Linked DNA regions of Rattus norvegicus: region 1 is linked to region 2. A link is a contact called in public Hi-C data. All regions are on one chromosome and are shown on one strand. The core of a region is the stretch at or near the end of the contact, and the rest is flanking DNA. Distances in the headings are between cores, read along the strand shown.

Evidence for each region. A called contact is a pair of places that touch in the nucleus more often than the background predicts.
Region 1: a Hi-C map of prefrontal cortex shows a contact between it and region 2, with 2.7 times the contacts expected there. The contact joins two enhancer-like sites. A contact is called at or near these places in 2 of 12 Hi-C or Micro-C datasets (frontal cortex and prefrontal cortex).

The regions. Positions count from the first base shown.
Region 1 is chr10:16,365,540-16,372,216 of GRCr8, forward strand. No RefSeq gene overlaps it. Among named protein-coding and RNA genes, the nearest start is that of Cpeb4, 85 kb to the left of the region's middle. Within about 2 kb of position 2,807, at least 71 of the 93 cell types and tissues checked have an H3K27ac peak or open chromatin away from gene starts, as enhancers often do. A contact at or near this core is called in prefrontal cortex, where this site is marked.
Region 2 is chr10:16,216,644-16,223,806 of GRCr8, forward strand. It overlaps a transcript of Cpeb4 not described here. Among named protein-coding and RNA genes, the nearest start is that of C10h5orf47, 22 kb to the left of the region's middle. Within about 2 kb of position 4,093, at least 34 of the 93 cell types and tissues checked have an H3K27ac peak or open chromatin away from gene starts, as enhancers often do. A contact at or near this core is called in prefrontal cortex, where this site is marked.

The sequences.
Region 1 (6,677 bases), core at 1,557-4,056, 150 kb after region 2:
TGGGTTCGATCTCCAGCTCCGAAAAAAAGAACCAAAAAGAAAAAAGAAAAAAGAAAAAAGAAAAAAGAAAAAAGAAAAAAGAAGCACGCATTTCACAGTGCTTTAAAAGTACACGTCTATAGTTAGCAGTGGCATACTGTGCATTTCAAAATAGCTGGTGGGGGGAGAGGCTTTCAAATGCTCTCATGATAAATGTTTGAAGTCATGAATAAGCTAAGGATTCAACAAGGATGACTCCCTGTTTTCAACATGTGTGGGACCGTCCCACGATGCCTCATAAACAAGGACAGTAGTGCCCGTGAGACCTCTGGAGAGGATGCCTTCCTCACACACGGATTTCCCCATCCAGGCAAGTTAGGTATCCTGATGCTGGCAAAAATGGTGTTCGTGAACACGTTTTCCCTGAGGTGGGAATGAGAGAACTGCTGCTAGGGTTTGATGATCTTCCTTCCAAAAGTTCAATTTGGGAATCTCAGTCCCGGCTGTGACAGAGTAGGGGTCAGAGCCTAATGGGAGTGGCTTAGGTCATGGTACCGTTCCTACGGAAATGGAACCAGTGTTGTTCTAGGGTTCCTTTGCTTGCTTTCCTTTGAGTCTATTTGCTTTTGTGTGAGGCAGAATCTTGTTACTTAGCTCAGGAAAGCCTCCTGCCTCTGCCTCCCAAGTGCTGTGGACTAGTTTTGGTCTCCCTGGAGAGGCGTGTTAGAAATTGTATCTTTCCCCCCATGTGATTTTATTGTTGTTGTTCATTTGCTTGTTTGTTTTGTTTTTCCCTCTTATGCATGAGTTTGCTTTCCACACTGCCTTCTACCATGTATCAATCAGCTTGGAGACAGAGAGAGGCCGTCGACAGGCTCTCAGACTTCCCAGCCTTCAGAACTGATACACCAGGCCCTCCAAAGCTGCCAGCAGGTGAGCGCAGGAGAACTCCAAGGTTTTTCTGGGTGCTAAGACATTCCAGAAGCCTGACTGCAACTCCTGTTGGTGATGCCCTCACCACAGACTCCACACCCTCACTGAGAATGGGGTAGTCATCTGGGCCTTGTGGCCCACTGGAGTTTGATGTGGTTTGTCCTCCAGGACTTCATGTCTTGGGGATTTGGTTCACAAGCTGAGTGGTGGGACCCTGTGGGAGGTCACTAGGGACAGAACATTCTGGAAGGGGTTGAAGTTATTCTTGTGTGAGCAAGTTGATTCTCAAGAGTCCCTCTCTGCCTTCATGGCTTGCTCTTCCTCGTAGGCTTTCCTGCAGCTGTGACACCAGGTCCCACAAGGTAAAGAAGGTAGCAGGGGTGGGAGCGCTCACCAGAGCTGGTGATGTGCCATTATGCTTTCAGCCTCTCAAAGAACTCGCTAGATGGACATTATAACTTACTCAGTCTTGGGTATTGCATCATAGCAGCAGAACACTGAGGAATCCCAGAGCCGCTGAAAATGTGTTAAAAACAAAAAGCACAGCCTCGGCTCTGTGGAGAGTTTGGGAGGGAGCAGTCGAAGCCACGTCAGCCCTGGGCTCTGACCACTGAGCATTCGTGACTTGTAGTAGCTAATGGAAGTCCTGCTTGGGTTTGGTATAAATTACTGTAAAACCAAACAGGGTTATGACTGGGATTCAGCAAGGAAGGGAAGTCAATGAGCTCCAGAAAGTTTCCCTTGATAGAGATTGTGAATGTATATTTATTTATGGATGAACAAGGTCTCCTAGACAGGCCAACTTGCAGGCAATTATCTGCATGTGAGTCTGGCAGTCATGGCCTTCCTGCCCCCAAGTGCTGGGATCAGAGGTTGAGCCACTGTGCCTGGCACGCATTATTTTTGCTTATGTTGTTGATGGGACTGGTTTCAGTTGATTCAATGTTCCACCTTTCAGGGGGCCAGGCATGATCCCGAGTCCTAGAGAACAAAATGGACCTGAATCCCTCCCCTTAAAGATTTCAAATTTTGGTAGAGACATTCAAATCCAAAAGGGGAATGTGGCGGGACATGAATAGCAGGTCAACTGTCCCTCGTGGTTTTCTCATGTCAAGCAGGCGTCAAGGAACACATCACAGCTTAATGTGCCACGCAATCCCACTAACAAGCGACATCTCTTATTTCTCCATGGGAAATGAATAATCACAAGGAGGCTTGGTCTACACAGGTGCCAGGCAGCCAGCAGCATGCGAATGTTGGGGCATCTTAAAGTCGAAGCGACAGACAAAAGGCCCAAGAGCCCTGCTCCCTGACTGGGATGGCTCATGCTCTGCCACACCCACTGCCAGACTGTGTGATTGTCACAGGTACTATGAGCATCTGATGGCAAAGACGCTACTAAGTATAGGGACTCAGTGGAGGGAAAAGCACACCGGTCTCCTTGCTCCATGCTCAGCATGCTGGAACGGTTATTTATTTAATGAGGAAAGTTACAGGGCACCCGACTAGATTTTAATGCAGTATTTGTGATATACTTATAATAATAAACGAAAAAATAAAAAACAAATTGTCTGAAATTCCGAAATACCGAGGTATTCTGTGTTTGTTTTATCCGGAAGCTCTAACTCTGCAAGATTCAGAGGTAGGTGATGAGTGTCCCACACAGGGTCAGTGAGGCGCCACAAACACCCTTCCCCATCTCACTGGTCCACGGGGGGGGGGGGGATGTGATTCCTGAGATCTCACCCTCAGAGTGCAGAGCATATGAACGCCAGAGAGGTCAGAATGGGGTGAGAGCATCCTTTGCAAATGGTATGCTGCAAGGCCGTCCAGTGGAGAGCCGCGCCAGGAGGGCTGTGACGGCTTCCTTGTGATTGGTGCCCAGCTAACGGGGCTGGCCATGCAGGAAGCCATCTGGAGCTGTGTGCTGAGTCACAGGGTCTGGAGGAAAACAAGAACACTGTGAGTCCGGAGCAGCTGAGAGGCTTTTCCCTGGAGATGGCAATGGGCACCAGAAATAGAAACTGTCCCTGTGCCGTAACACTGGGAGGTTGGAGTCTCTAATAATCCTTGATCTAATGATCCACAAGGCCTTAAAGTTCAACCCTCAAAGGCTCGGACTGGATTCGTGAGAAGGCGGAGCCACCTCCTTTTATACAAAGGGGAACTGTTACTGTTTAGATGTGAGCGGATTCTGTTCAAACCCCAGCTCCTAATTTGTCTCTCCCAGCGTAGAAAAAGTAGTAAAATGCTGTTCTTCTGTCATTCAAGCAGAGAGTGGACCAGGTTCAGTGTTTTTAAAAAAGTGTTTGTGGGATAGGAGAATGGCTTGTTCTCCCCTTGGGCTGTTTCCTCAACATCCTGACTCTGTTTTCCTTCAGAGATAAGTATCCTTGTCTCCTCAAGATAGCATGATGGGAGAGCTGAGAGCCAGTTCCGCCTCTCAGAGCAAGCAATGCGTTTGCAGAGGACCTGACTCGATTCCCAGCACCTAGCCTCACGAAGATCACAGCCACCTGCAACTGCAACTCCAGGGCATCTGACACCTCAGGCCTCTGACAGAATCTCCACTCATGAGCATGCCCCCCCAACACCGACACCCACATACATATAATTTACAAAAGTAAAGGGGTTAAATAAGTTCTGCAGAAAACCCTCTTGCTCCCACAGAGCTGGCACACAGGACGTAGCCAGTGAGTGGTGGTCTTAGTAGCCTAGGGATACCAGGACATCTCCCTCGTAGGTTGGTTAGTGTGGTCATTACATGGGACCAGCCAGTCATCTTTTTTCTCAAGTGAGCATTAGGCAAAGCTCCCAGGGAGGTCTGAAACTGGTGTGGGAGCAATGTAGTTGGTGAGGTTACACACACACACACACACACACACACACACACACGGATGCTAACCCCTCCATCTCACCCCTCCCATGCACCCACAGTTCCGAATTCATAGTCTCCTTTCTTTAATTGTTGCTACTTTTAAATACATGTACACATAATTCTACATGTACACATAGATAATATTAGCAATCGTCAGATCTGCTGTTACTCAGGGTGGGTCCCTGGGGAGTGAATGGGAAGGTATAAAGCAGAGTCTTGCTGGAAGAGGCAGGCCACGTTACCATGACTTAAGCGATGATGTAAACCACTTTGCTGTACGGTGTCTTCCCACAATGGTGAACCGAAACCATGAATAAAGTAAGTCCTTCTTCCCCGCCCGCAGGCTTCCTCCTCTCAGTTGTCTCTTCCGGCATTCTTGGGGAGAGAGGCCATCACCACACCCCTACTCTACCCTCTGCTGTGATGGGGTCGAGCTTTTTAGTTTCACTGCACTTTGTGTACATGTGCTGGATTATCATGCTATGTTCATAAAATATATAACAAGATTATGTCGTTTAAGTTATCGACTTTAGATATCAACTTTAAAACTGAACTCACCAGACAGCAGTGCCCAAACAAACTAAGCAAAACGAACAGCACAACAGCAGAAAGCAGGTCCATTTCTAAGGGGCTTCAAATCAGCTCGGCTTCTCACTGTATCATCTCCCACTAACTTTACTAGAACCCCATTATCTCAGCCACACAATCTGGAGGTGTTCGACTGCATAGAAACTAAAGAAATTGAGTTTGGATAAAGTAGAGACAAGCAAAGAGGGTCTAGACTAGAGGCTGACCCAGCCCGAACTCAGGGTTCAGCCAAAGCCCTTAGAGCTGTGGGGTGACCTTCCCACTTGGGGAAGGGCAGATCTGGGTCTGTAGCTCCCAGTTGCAGTTGACTGAAGGAAGGACGGTGTGTCTGGCACCGAAGATACACAGTACATACCTGCTCAAGTGATACAGGCATTTGCCCTTGGGGAATGTGACTTGGAAGGCATTACATATAATGTGCTGACTGAGTGTGGGCTTTGGGGCCAAAATGGAAGCTCTGGGATCCACCCTATCACTTATGGACGGAGCCTACTGTATTAGCTTCTCTAGAGGTACAGAACTGATAGGTTCAATCTATAATACACACACACACACACACACACACACACACACAGAGGTTTTGTTAGAATGGCTTCTGGGTTACAGTCCTACTATTCCAACAATGGCTATTTCCCAAAGGAAAGTCCAAGAACTCAATAGTTGTTCCGACCACAAGGCTGGGTGTCTCAGCTGCTCGTCAATATATACCAGAATCCCAAAGAAGTAGGCTCTAATACTGGTGAAGGCATGGACTTGACAGCCAGGCCTTTCTTCTATGTCCTCTTATAGGATGCCATCCAAAAGCATGGTACCAACTCAAGGTGGATCCTCCCACCTCAAATATACAGATTTAGGGTAGGTCTTCCTCTTCAAATACTTCAAGTGAGAGAAACCCCTCACAGCCTCTTGGTGTTTAGTTAATTCCAGGTGTAGTCAAGTTGACAAGCAAGAACAGCCATCGCATCTACACATTCCTTTTTCTACCTCAGTTTTCTAATCTATGAAATGGGAGTGATGATACTTGCCTCCTGGGATGGTTGTCAAGAATAAAGGGATGAAGAAGTGGTTTAAAGAAGTCTTGTATATGCTCCTTAAATGTCAGGCATTACTTGTGTTGGCTTTTTGGGTTGAAATATAAAATTCAAAATACTCCAAAATCTTAAGTGTTTTTTTGAGTACTATCATGATGTAACAAATGAAAGACCCCATACCTGACCTCTCATGATGAAGTGCATGCAAACTTAGTTTTATACATAAAGATAGATTTACATGCTTGTGTAAAATTATCCAAAGGCTATGTCTTTTTCTTTTCCTTTTTTTTTTTGTTTTTGATAAAATATTCTGACAAATATCAACTTAAGGGAGAAAGTTTTACCTTTCCAGTTTAAGGTACAGTCCATCATGGTGGGGAAGGTAAGGCAGGAGCAGCTTGAGCTACTACTGGTCATGTGGCATCTACAACCAAGAAGCAGAGAGTAACAAATGCATGCAGCTGCTCAGCTCCCTTCCTCTACTTACAGGATCCTAGGGTATGGTGTCGCCCATAGTGGGCAGCTCCTCCCACTTCAATGAATGCAATCAAGATGACTGCCCGGGCATAGTCTGGGGCCTGTCTTACAGAAAACTTAGGCTCTGTGAAGTTGGTGATTAACACTACCTCCCACAGGCTGTGTGCACCAAGTGTACAGGAACAAATATATGTAAACTTTAATCTTTGGATTCGGTCCCACCCCCAAGCTACCTCAGCAGCATATGAAAATAACAAACCTGAAACAGTGGTGTGGTCGTTCAGAATGTGTAGGCTTGTTCAAAGGGTTTAGAGAGAAGCACAGAAGTGTGTGAGGAATTCATAGAGACTCAATGGGCAACAGCAGTCACCTTCTGCCTTCTGCCAGCATTACCACCACCATCACCACCGTCACTGCAGCTGTAAGAGCTGCTCACAGGAAACAGATGCAAACACACTGGGGCCACATTTTATTCAGAAAGGAGACATCTGGACCCAGGAGTAGGGTCCTCTGCCAAGTTCAACACTAGATCTGTTCTTTACCATGTTAGGAGGTTACTGTCTGCTCAAGGTCATGTGAAGAGTCCCCCAGCCTTCTCCAGCATCTGTCTCTGACTTATCTAATAAGCCATCTTTTCTGTTTCAGCCTTGACATTAGCCCCGGTGAGTGTTGCTTAAGCTGCTGTCCTTTGGACTTCCAATCCTCTTTTGAAACATCAGCTGTTCAAAGTCATAGATGATGGCTGTAAACCATATGTTCTAGACCTTGGCTTATTATTTTTCTTTGGCTTG
Region 2 (7,163 bases), core at 2,843-5,342:
GGATCATACCCTGTGCTGCCCTGGATAGCCCCCATGCAGCGGAAGAAATACTCCTGATCCTGGAAACGGGTGTATGTGTGGAGAGACGGGAGGAGAGACAAGAGACAAGAGAAGGGAAAGGATTGGGGGTGGGGGGACAGAGAGACAGAGAGACAGAGAGACAGAGACAGACAGAGACTGACTAGCCCTGCATAGCAAAACTTGGCAGCCTGGTGTCTCACTGCTCTGTTACCATGGCAACTGCGTGGGCTGCCAGGGATGGGGACCAGAGGACACACAGGAGAAAGCCAACCGGGCATTGGCGTGTGAGCGTTCCCACCTGCAGCAGTAGCTCGGCCACTGCTCCCAGGGCCTCATCCAGCACGGGGGCAGGGACTGTATGGAGGAGGGACAATCACAGGAGCAATGGCAATGCTACTGACATAACGAAGGTTGACAGGCCGGACGGGAGGCCTGTAGCAAGGTGTGGCTGTCGGTGCTGCTTCAAGCACAGATGACAGACTCAAAGATTCTCCGATCAGGAAACTTCGTTCTCTATTTGGAGCTCAGAGAAAAGGAGATTGAAGTGCAGTGTGAGGATGAGGAAAGCCGAGGAGGATTCCACTTGCCTTTTTTGCAGACTGCATCACTGTGGAATCGCACTACCCTGGGCAAGTCGAGAGTGTGATGGAGGGTGGAGGTGGTCTAGCCCGTATTCGCGGCACGCGCATGCGTGTTCCACTTTCCTCCTCTTCCCACCCTCCTCATTCTTTCTGCTCTCCACCCCAGCCAGGGTCCCTTCCCTCACATCCCTTATGATCCTTAGGGAGTGTACTGATTCTGACTTACTAAGGTCCCTTATGGGACTAAGTCAAATCCTGGGGGTGTCCTTTGCACTTCTCGAGTTTAATGTTTTATCTTAGATTGGGACCTTGCGGGACTTGCTCGAGGGGCGCAGGGCGTGAGCCGCTGCCTCTGAAGGTGTCTTGCTGTAATGCAGAGTCAAATGCTCCAACCGTTTCCTTCAGGCTCCACCGCGGCACATCTGTTCAACAGCAGCTGTCCAGACTGTGGCACAAATCAAAAGCCTGTGCCTGCTCCAAAGCCCCCTTTGCTCCAAAAATGGCAAATACTTTCTCTGTGTCACGAACACGTACAAAGTCAAGATCAGACGTCTCCAAAAGGAATCTATTTTGACCCTGCTGGCATTCCAGTGCAGAAGCAAAACTTGACTTGAAAAATCCACAAGGACAGAGTGCAGAAGTGTGGCTACCCCGCGGGATTCACAGTTGGTTTTGTGCTGTCGCGGAGGCTATCCGGAGACTCAGAATATAACATGTGCAAGATGCTTAGTTATGAAGCTTTATAGAAAAAGTCCAAGCCTTTCTCCTCGGTGGGATTTTGTTTAAACTAAAAAATGCCCATGCCTATTCTCCCTCGTCTCTCTACTTTCTTCTGTCACCTAAGCACCCACATCCAGAAATGCACTTAACCAGGGGCTGTCCTTTCTTGGCACCTATGTGATGCAGTTAAGCTGAAACATGTGTGAACAATCTAGGGGGGCCTGACTCCCTCGGAGTCACTACCCTGTTACTGTTAAAGGTACTCTCGTCAAACCAAAGTTTCAGGAGGTGATGTGCATCGTGTCGGCCTAACTTTTTGGCGACTTCTTCTTCATAGGTTAGACATTTACAGAAAGGTGAGAATGGACCTGCCATCTGTGTACCTGGTTGAACGACTGCCTGCTTTACAGATTGGCTAACCAATCTGGACTTTGCTCACCTTAAGCTGAGCGTAATTCTAGAACATAGCATCTTAGATGGTAGGGTTGAGAGGAATGATCTCCAGCACAGGGCTTGGTGCTTGGGAAGCCCTGTCTCAACACCAGCAGGTGTTATTTTCTCTCTCACAGGTTCATACTGAGGCAGGCAAACCTAGGGAATAGTTTAGCAACAAGGGACTCTGCTGTGCATACACCCCTCTTTGAATAATGCAGTTGGCATCCTGGGAGCCTCACCTGCATAGACTATGTACACACACGCCCCTCCCCAAACAATATACCTAGCAACCTGTTCAGAAACCAGGACCTGGACTGAGCTCTATTCCTCCCCACCTTGAACAGGGGACTCTCCCTCCTCTCCCAACAACCCTGTTTCTACTCGATTGTACTCCAGTTATAGCCAGGTAGGCTATAACTGGCATAAACTAGTCTCCAGTGCACATGCATTTAAGACAAATCGCATTCTCTGTGTAAATTTTTAGGGGGAAATTCCATTGATCATCATGTGATTAACGAATAATTGAATATGTGTATGATTAAAAGCAGATGCATCGGAGACCCACAGCCAAACACAGATGGTAGAGGGCCAGAAAAGAATCGGAGGGGCCACAGGGGTTAAAACCACAAAACACAGCCCACAGAATCAACCAACTAGGGCTCACAGGGACTCAGAGAACCTGTATAGGTCTGACCTAGGTCATCTGGACATACGGATGGTCGTGTAGCCTGGTCTTCCTGCGGGACTCCCATCCGTGAAAGCAGGGGCTGACTCTGGCTCTTTTGCCTGCTGTAGGACCCTTTCCTCCTGCTGGACTGTGCCATCCAGCCTTGATGTGAGGGAGTGTGCCCAGCCTTTCTATAGCTTGCTATACCATGCTTGGCTAATGTCCCCGGGAGGCCTTCCCTTTTCAGAAGGGACTTGGGAGGAGGAGGGGATCTGGGGGACGGGGGGGAGGAGGCACTGGGAAAAAATGAGGGGAAATGGCTGTCAGGATGTAATATATAAATAAACAAACATGCATTGTGGGAAGGTACAAGCAAAAAATAGAAAAATGCTTATGCCAGAATGCAGTAATCAACACAGAAAATCCCCCTCAAATACCCTTAGTAACCAAACCCCATAAATGAATCCCCCCCCCCCAATAACTTACGCTTTTGAGTACTCTCACTTACATGGCCTGTTGTTTCTTTTTTTTTTATTAATAAAAATATTTTACTGAATTTGAGGAACTTGGCACTTTTTAAAAATTCCAAATCTTGGGGGTTGGGGATTTAGCTCAGTGGTAGAGTGCTTGCCTAGTAAGCGCAAGGCCCTGGGTTTGGTTCTCAGCTCCAGAAAAAAAAAAAAAATTCCAAATCTTTCATGCAGAACAAAACAAAATCCTATTTATTTATTTATTTATTTATTTATTTATTTATTTATTTATTTATTTATTTGAGACAGGTTTTCTTCGTGTAGTCCTGCCTGTCCTGGAACTCTCTCTGTAGACCAGGCTGGCCTCAAACTCGAGGTTGACCTGCTTCCACCTCCTGGATGCTGGGATTAGAGACATGCGCGGTCCTTTGCCCAGCCCAATTTTATTAGCCTTGCTTCAGTGGCAGCGAGGGTTCTGAGGACTACAGGGGAAGCAAGGGGGGCCTGACAGACGGGAATGGAAACCTGGGCTTTACTGTGTTGTAGCTGTGATGTAGGATTGCCTAGACTCTGCCTTCCCACAAGACACTCAAACATCCTGTCCAGTGCCTTCTGAGGGCAGAGTCTCACTGAGGGGCACAGGTGCTTGGCCATGCCTGATTTCTTTCCCAGAACCAAATCTTCTGGTCACTGTGGAGTCAGGACTGCTGAGAGACAAACGGTAATTAAGGCTGCTCCACTTTCCCCATCCTGCCCGATGTCACCGTCATTGCATCTTTCAACAGCTGATGACGTGAGACATAGCTTCAGGTGACCCCTTCGTATCAGGTCTTTGCTGGGTGCTACCTAAGTCACATATGCCACACCTCACACACTTAAATGACTGATCCCTCCCTGCCCCCTTCTTAGCCTCCTTTACGGGCAACTTATTTCAGAACACGCTCGGATGCCTTGTTGCCTTTGGAGGATTCTAGGGAATCATTTCTAGGGCTGCCTGGTTCTTTTCTCCTCTCTCTTTGATGTCACAGAGGTGTGGGAGAAGAGCTGAAAATAATCTCTTTAAAATGGTGACATTTGCTTGATCGCACAGACATGTGTATGGCACCAAGGCTCTGGTTCCTGAAATAGAAGGCAGAGGATAAAGCAGGCTCGAGCTGAGATCCCAGCATCTGTGTCCCCAGTTCCCTGCCCCCACGCTCCATCTGCCCACATCATCTCTCCCGGACGCCCAATCAGAGACTGCAGCACAGCACATGGTGCCTGGCTTGGGCTGCATCATTGATGCTGATGTTCATTTCCAACTTCCGTGAGACAAGTTGTCCTTTTGTAATTCTGTCACCTTAGGCGACTACAGTAGGACACATTCCCCGACGGCCAGTGGTAATGCCCAATTGGACTAGAGTAAAGTCTGGACTTAAATATCTAGAGAAGATCCGAGGCTTGTCAAAACAGAATGTTCTCTAATAAGAGACCTGGGATGGCTGGATAAATTTCAAATTCTTGGGTTTTCCAAATTCAGGGGCTCCCATCCTTGGGATTATGAGCGGGGGGAGGGGGGATACTGAGGGAATTCTCCGAGGGTAACTTTTAAGGAGGTAATATGATCAGAAAGGCGGGCAGCATACCCAGGATGGCAGATTCAAAGCCAGTGGCTTACGCGGAGGGATGTTTGTGTCTGTGGCAGTTGTACGTGCTGCTCCCAGTCAGTAGAAGCGAATTCAAACAGCTACAAAGCAGCTTCTCATTTCTAGTCCTCTAAGTGGGGACTGAGGATGGGACTAAGGAGACAGACTGTCGTGACAGGGTTTAGATGCAAACCTGGAACCTGGCACATATGGATGGACAACGGAGACAGCTCTGACAGTGACTGATGGGAGCCTGAGCTTCCCAGGGCGGTTTCAGTAAACTGTGAAGGCAAGTCTTAGAAACTGCCAGCTAAGAGAAGCTGAAGCTCCTGCAACCTAGAATTCCTGGGGCAAAAATACGCTGTCTCGCCCACTCCCCACCACTTCCAGAGGCTGGCTTCCATGCTGGGGAAAAAAACTGAGGAGGAAAACATCTTGCAGTCCATTTGTCTCCTGCCTTCCTGCTCTTGAGGACAGTGCATCATGGGAAGAAAGTACAGATACCTTACTTCCTAAACAGGGCGTCCTCGGGGTATGCTTTGCTGTAATTTATCATTGAAAACTTAAATGTACCTTAAAATATAAATATTAATGCATTACAACACTCGGTAGTCTACATGAGCCATGGACCAGATAAAAGCCAGCACGTGCAGCTCCTGAGCTGTGGGATTATAACCCAGAGACCATCAGTCTCTCAAAGAACTCAGAGTTCAAAGACAAAGGAGACTTGTTTTGACACCAGGGATGAGGGTCAGTGGCAGCGCATGTGCGTATTGTGTGGGAGGTGCTGGGCTTAATCTCCAGGAGGGAGAAGAGGGAGAAAGAACACTTAGATTGCAGGCTGACACAGCCCACCCCCAGACACCACACACCATACAACAGCACAAGAAGAGACAGCAAGGCCAAAGACACTCTTACAACCGACAGCTCTTACAACTTCAACTTCCGGAAGCCAGGGATGCCTGCCACGAGCATCACATGACTAAATTCTTTTTCACACTGGTTTGTTTGGCAGGGCCCAACAGGACATTCCTAGTGTTTTAAAAATGTTATAATCCCAACGAGGGAGTCTACTTATGCTAAGAAGAAATAAGTATAGTGAAAGAAATCTGAGTTAAAAGTTTTATTCATTCAACATCTCACATTACAAATATTTAAAAATTATATGCATACTGGTATAAATAGTCATTTGCAAACTATTTAATAACATTAATTTTCCACTAGCACTTCAACAAATGAACTCTTTTAAAAAAGGAACTGTGTTATATAACTTAAGAGTAGAACATACAAAAATAGGAACTTAAGGTGAAAATGACTTTAATAAAAAAATGAATTACCCTTATTTAAAATGCTAGAATAAATACTACAACCTCCCCATACACAGTAAAAACTATATGGAAATTCAGCCAAGTAGTACAATTAACTGACACACTTAAATAACGCTGCCTTCTGATAGTGTGAGCAATACACTGGGAAATTAGGGAGCAGTAAAAACCAGACACCCACTTGCTAAAAGTTTCACTTCCAAAAAATATAACAAAAATCTGATGAAATTATAAAAACTAATTATACTTTAAATTTTAAAAATATAAAAAATAAAACAGTTGAATACAATATTGTCCCAATTCTTACAATGCTATCAATCACAGTAGCTTTAAAATAAGATAATAAAATAAAGCAAATGACCAAAACCTCTTTTATTCCATTTTTAAAAATAATCTCAAATTTACATTAGTAGAAAGATTGATTTCTGATTCTTTTCTTTAGAAACACCAGCAAGAAAGAGGATTACTCTTAACAGTAGAAAATGACATTTTTTAATGTCTGCAATTAAAAACAAAGAATTACACTGCAAAGATCTTCCAAAGTGTGAGATAAGTATTGCACATAACTGGAGTGAGCTCGCCACAATTCATCACATTCAAGTTTTAAATCACCTTTTAACAGAAGATTCGACTCTTCAAAACAAAAGGGGTGAATTATCAAGTCTTTCCAACAGCACTCTCATAAAATGCTAAGTTCATTCACTGCAAGTTTTATTTTGCATTCTGCAGAGGTCTGTGTATGGAGAAGTAAATATATTATACCAAAGCCAGGGGATGGGGATGGGGTGGGGGGTCCTTTACATAGAAAATAATCAGAAACACTTTATTTTACATTGCAAAAATAACCATGTAATTACTCTGTAACTACATTGTAAATACATGGCTGGTGCCATGCTAGTGCGCTAGAACTACATGCTTGGTAAATTGAAGTGATACCCTAAAACCTGTAAACTAATTACATGTTAATAATGTTTGAGTTACATGGTAACTCCCAACTACAATCCCATGTAATCTGAAGGACATGTAATCATAAAGTTCAGAGTAATAGATAATCATTGTTTATGCCCTGTAAAGAAGTGAACCAATCATCTGTAAACACGCTTGTCACACAATCACAAGGAAATATTAGCAGAATAACAATTTCTTACATTAGTCATGCATACTAACATTACACACCTGTCCTGTGCCAGGCGATCTCGTTTTATTATATAGAATTTAAAAGAGCAGACATCTCTGAATCAAACAGGTAACATCAATTAATTAAGATTAAAAATGATTAAACATTCACCCAAAATGTCTGCATTTTATGAATAATTTAA